Regions from separate parts of the Rattus norvegicus genome. Here region 1 is linked to region 2. A link is a contact called in public Hi-C data. All regions are on one chromosome and are shown on one strand. Each heading gives the region's core, a stretch centred on a gene start, on an enhancer-like site or on the middle of the called end of the contact. The rest is flanking DNA. Distances are from core to core; before and after follow the strand shown. Region 1 holds the start of Map4k4 (mitogen-activated protein kinase kinase kinase kinase 4). Region 2 has its middle 61 kb from the start of Rfx8.

Region 1 (2,771 bases), core at 107-2,606, 120 kb after region 2:
ATAACAAAGCCAAACTAGAAAAGCGCTAACAAACTCACAAACATTTTTGTTACTGTGTTTCCTAATAAAGAGATATCGGGATAATTTCACTTTACAATAGAGTCTCGTGTCAAACATCTTAGAAGAAACACCTAAGAAACATCTTAGAAGAAAAGCTTAAACAGCAGAGTGCTGGACATTGTCTGGGGGGCAGCCAACATGAACTCTGGGTATAAGCTGAAGTTGTGAGAACGCCTGCTCCTCCCTAGGTTAGGGTCTTTAGGGTTTGAGTACATCACTTGTAGTATTTGGGGTTTTCTACTTCGAGGCCATAAGGTGTGTACTGCTTAAATCAGAACAGTGTATGAGTGTATGGGGAGGGAAAGAGGTGCAGAACGTTAGTAGTGACAATTAGAAGGCCCATGAAACAGAGTGGATTTTGATCTTGGGGGCGCCCTGGAACACCAAGCTTAGCTTCATCTGTTAACTTAATAGGCCTATTCTAGGCCTTCCACATGTGGGAGTCAAGCAGTTTTACAGCGATCTTACAACACTACCTGGCTATTCTGGGGGTACTGTTGAGAACACCAGCTGTAAGGTATTATCGAGCCACTAAACATGTTTTTGGCTGGTCCCGAAGAGGGACAGTACTTGAATTGACTAGCTGACTTGCTGTAGCGTGCTGAAAGAAGCCTGTTTGGTGACCGTGGTGATCTCCAGATATTGTCCGGGTTTAGATCGGAGCAGAGGGCTCGCCCTCCCGCCCGCCCGTGGGCCACACGCGCTCGGGGACACAGCAGCGAGCAATCACAGCGACTGTTTTGGATTCGCCCGGACGATCAAGTGATGCTCGGTGAATCTTTCAACAGTAACCACGCCACAAACTGAGCCTGGAAAAGAGAAAGGAAAGAAAAACACCGTGGTGGGAGTGGGTGGGCGAAGGAAACCAGGGTCTTCGGGACCGACGGGCCGTAGGCGGCGGAGAGGACAGAGGCCGGACCCAGCGCGCCCGGGCACACCCTCTCTCCGGCAAGCAGCGCGAGTGGGTGTCCACCGGGCCGCCGAGCCGCTCGTAGTCTCTCAGTCATTGTTAGCGGAGGCTGGGGCGTTCCGCCGCGCCCCGCACCTCCTCCGGGAAGGCCCCGAGGGCTCCCGGCCCCACCCGGGGCCCGGCTGCCATCCGCCGAGGGCCGGCCGCCCCGCCATTGTTCGAGCCCCACCCCTGCTGAATATTCACGCGGGCGGGCGAGCGAGGGCGAGGGCCGGGTTCCACCCGCTCTCCCGGCGGAGGGGGCGGGGGAGCCGCTCGCCCCTCCTCAGCGGCGCCGGTCGGTGCCCCGCGTCCCCGCCCCCGCCCCCGCCTCCCGCGGCATCTTTGTTTCGCGGCCTCGCGTTCGCTTGCTCGCTCGCCGCGCTCTCCGGCCCCAGCTCCGGGCGGCTCGTGCAGGCGCGCGCGCGCGGGGCGCCGGGGCCTGAGGCGGCGGGCGACGCCCGGGGGGTGGGTGGGGGCCGAGGGAGGGCCGCCGCGCCATGGTGTGAGCCCCGTGGCCCGCGCTCGCCGCGCTCCGCTCAGACCAGACGACACGCCGCGCCGGCGGCGGCCTGCTTGTGCGGCCCGAGCCCCGGCGCCGCCGAGCCCCTGCCCGTCGCTCGCTCGCTCGCCTGCTCTTGGGGCGGCGACCCGGGGAAGATGGCGAACGACTCTCCGGCTAAAAGCTTGGTGGACATCGACCTGTCGTCCCTGCGGGTGAGTGCGGCCGCGCCCTGCGCGCCGCGGTGGACACGGACACCCGCGGGCGCGGCGGCCCCTTTGTCTGCTGGGCGAGCGGGCGGGCGGCTTCCGCGGCGCTCCCGGGGACCCGGCGGGGCGAGCCTTTGTCACCGCCCTGCATCCCTCCCTCCGCCCGCTCGTCCTCCTCGGTCGGGGTCCCCCTTTTGAGATGATAACCTCCCCCTCCTCTCTCCCCAGGACCCTGCTGGGATTTTTGAGCTGGTGGAAGTGGTTGGAAATGGCACCTATGGACAAGTCTATAAGGTCGGTGTGGGGCGCCTTTGTTCCCCGTGGCGTGGAGAAACTTCTTAGGGGACGAGGGAAAGGGTGACGGAACACTGCTGACTGCAGGCCGTGCTGCCTGGCCAAAGTTGAGAAAGGGGTTTTCGCCTGGCTTTTCTTGTTTCTTGTTTCTTTTTGTTTTTCGCCTGTGTTCAGACTGGCCTTAAAAGACCTCATTTCCTGGCTTTGAGATAAAGGAAATAAGCTACACTGTTAGGCATGCACTTAGCTTCAGCAAAATAGAAAAGGAATTTTGTGTTCGAGGGCGACCGAAGGGTCCCCCCCCCCATCCCCCTTTCCTCCAAATCTGGCCTCCATGCGTTTGCATTTGTATGTGAATTAAGATTCAGTGTAGACAGGCCTTGCCTATGATTACACTCAACCACTGCCTTGGGATTCTTGAGAATTGTCATCATGCCTTGGGAGTGCTTGCCAAAAGGATTTAACTTGGGGAGATTGGCTTTACCTGGAACTGCTCTTACCCTCTTCTGGTGGACAGTATTTTGGGGAAGCCGAGAGGAGTGTGCTTTTGGGCCACAGGAGCAGAAGGAATTACAGTGTGGGTATTATAAAATGTGAATTCCAGGAATAACCTGTGTGACAGCTGTGTAATTGAGATGGCTAGGAGGAGAGAGAGCTAAGGTGTAGACAGGATGCCTGCTTCACACCCACCACCCCTTCTCTTTCTTTAAATGTACCCTCCTCTCCAGGCTGCAAAGGAAACTAAGGGAGCTGTGAG
Region 2 (2,869 bases), core at 49-2,548:
TGCAAAATGACAGCCCAGTTAACCTTCAAAACCAGTTAGCCCTGTAGTCTTCAACAGTTCCAAAACTATTTAAAAGGTCAGGATCCTGATCTCATGTTAACTGCGATCTCCTGTCACCTAAAACTAAATCACATGCTTCTAACATGCAATAGCCAGTCATGCATTTCCATTCCAAAAGGGCAGAATGGTTACATACCCAAGGATTGATCCAGTTAAATAAAGATCAAACCCTAGTAGGGCCAACACCAAATCCTGCGGCTCCATGCTAGGCACCTGGGGCTCATGATGGATTAGCTGGGCTCCAAAGGGCTCTGCTGCCTCCTTTTCAATATACAACCTCTCTCTTGAGCCAGGTCTACTCCATGCATGTAGCTTTTCTTGTTGGATGTCCTGTAGTTCTATCATCTCCAACCTGCTGGGGTCTCCACTGGGATACAAGCTTCGCCTTCACAGTTTTGGATGCTGGCCTCTCATGGCCTCCTTCTAGACATTTTGACTTTTCCACACCTAGCAATGTTTTGGAACTGTGACACACCGTTTCATGACCTCAGTGTTGCCTCTTTCATAGCTACCAACCCAGTACCACATGAATGGAAGGCCTAGTTCCACTGCCAGCTCCAGACGGATCCTAGCACCCTCAGACCAGGGCTGTAACACTAATGTGTGCCTCTGTGGCTAAATCAGGAGCAACTGGTCTTTTTGTTTGTTTGTTTTTTGTTTTGTTTTGTTTTTTGGTTGTTGTTTTAGAGCAGGGAGCTCACTCTGACAATTTTAGTTCAGGCCCTCTTCTTTCAAATGAATTTGCATTTTCACACATTGGAGTCCTTTCGACAGGACAGGTCTTGCCTTCAGGACACTGTTCCTATTGGTCAGCGAAGGGAGTGGGCTTTCTTTTCAATAGTTACAGGTGTGTGGTCATCTGAACTTCCCCTGTCCACAATTTTCAACCCATTCGCATATTTCCTTGCTAAAGCTTTTTTTTTTTTTAATGCCCCTTTGGTCTCAGTGCAGATCTGGGCGGGAACAATGAGCAACACCACCACCATAGCCGAAACACTATGCTACGGACATTGCGTGATCATGTGCGTCTGCGTGAATGTGTGGCTGCGTATGGAGCTTAGTAAGTTAGGAATCCCCTGCCTCTAAGAAGCATATGGGAGCTCTCAGAATTGGCTCATTTTCTGGATGCTACTCACCGTCACACACGCTGTGACCGGAAGCATGGACATGGACAGCAGGGGAGAGGAAACTTGGACAAAGCAGTGATGAAGCTAAGATCCAAGGGGCATTTCCGTCCTGGACTCCGGACCTGGGCTGCGGTCCCAGACTCCAGTCCTGGACTCCGGACCTGGGCTCTGGACCTGGGCTCCTATCCTCTGGGCTCCAGACTTGAGTTCCGGTCCTGGGCTCCCATCACGGGCTCCCATCACGGGCTCCCATCCCACTCCCACCGGGCTTTATTTCCTGCATGTAGCTTTGAGAGTTCTGTGTGCAGTTTTAATAGTAACTCCTGACACACTGTTTCTAGGCAGGAAATGCAGTCCGAAGTGAGGAAGATGATAAACACTGATGGAGACTTGACTTCAGACACAGGAGAAAACCAGAGCCTTCATACAGAGAGTAGAGAGGGCTTTGTGCTATCTCTGACTTTTCTTAATTAATTTTTTTTTGTTTTATGGTAGCTTATATCAAGGTGTGCTTCAAAACTGGAACCATCTAAACCAGTTTCCCTTCAGGAAAAACATTACCCTCAACCCAGGTAGAGGCTAGGCTGTAGGAACAGAGTGCTTGATAGTTATCTCTATCCCTCTATGCAAACAATGAGGTGTCCTCACCACCGGCTGTTATTTCATGGTAAATATCAGCACACAAAGTCTTCTGGTGCTCCTGGATGCCGGGTGCCTTAGTCTGTCTTTGAGGACAGAGGGCTTTCTTGTTTTCCATGGCTCTGTTGACTGCGCCATGCACGTGCTCCAGAGCTTGCTTCCCAGGGGCCTCACACAAAGACTCTTTCCACTTGTGATCTATGTTACCCCAGGGCCGTGCACCCAGGCCCCTCCCTGCTTCCTCTGACTTGATGGTACAGCACCAACAATCCAGGGCTGAATCAGTAACATCATGAAATTAATTTTAAAATTTTACTCTGGAAAATATAAAATGAGTATCAGCCTGAGAGAACTACCAACTAAACTTTTTTCTCCTTTTTGTTTGCATAACCTTGATTGAATTCATTGAATTGAATTCATGTATCTATTTGGTATCAAAGCAAAGCTTTGTTTTTTTTTTCTCATACTAACCATGGTACACTTTGGAATCAAGCAAATGTTTCAGCATTAATAGGCAAAGAAAAATGTCCTTTTTCTTTTTATTCTGAGGCGAAGATACAACAGTAGAATTAATGATTCTGACAGTTTGTGGGAACTGACAGGAGATAGCAGCTGGGCAAGTTTATTATGCGAAGATAAATTTGAGTACAGACTCAATAATTTGAAGGACTTGTTTATTTTTATTTTATGTGTAGGAGCATTTTGCCTGCATGTGTCTGTGCACCACATGCATTCAGTGCCTAATGGAGGCCAGCAGAGGGCGTAGGATCTCTAGAACTGGAGTTACCAATGGTGGTAGGCTGCAGTGTGGGTGGTGGGACCCGAACCTGGGTCATTTAGATGAGTAGCCGGTGCTCTCTCTCTGAGCCCTCCCTCCAGCCCTCTTTTTTGGCTTCTTCCTTCCTTCCTTCCTTCCTTCCTTCCTTCCTTCCTTCCTTCCTTCCTCCCTCCCTTCCTTCCTTCTTTCCTTCCTTCCTTCCTTCCTTCCTTCCTTCCTTCTTTCCTTCCTTCCTTCCTTCTTTCCTTCCTTCCTTCCTTCCTTT

Evidence for each region. Hi-C and Micro-C count contacts between places; a contact is called where the count stands out from the background.
Region 1: a Hi-C map of liver shows a contact between it and region 2, with 2.9 times the contacts expected there. The contact joins the promoter of Map4k4 here to the enhancer-like site in region 2. A contact is called at or near these places in 2 of 12 Hi-C or Micro-C datasets (liver and psoas muscle).

Annotation. Positions count from the first base shown.
Region 1 is chr9:49,695,344-49,698,114 of GRCr8, forward strand. Map4k4 (mitogen-activated protein kinase kinase kinase kinase 4) reads left to right here and starts at 1,357. Exons shown (of 32, transcript NM_001401996.1): 1 at 1,357-1,726; 2 at 1,949-2,014. The coding sequence starts at 1,670.
Region 2 is chr9:49,576,278-49,579,146 of GRCr8, forward strand. No RefSeq gene overlaps it. Among named protein-coding and RNA genes, the nearest start is that of Rfx8, 61 kb to the left of the region's middle. Within about 2 kb of position 1,299, at least 4 of the 93 cell types and tissues checked have an H3K27ac peak or open chromatin away from gene starts, as enhancers often do. A contact at or near this core is called in liver, where this site is marked.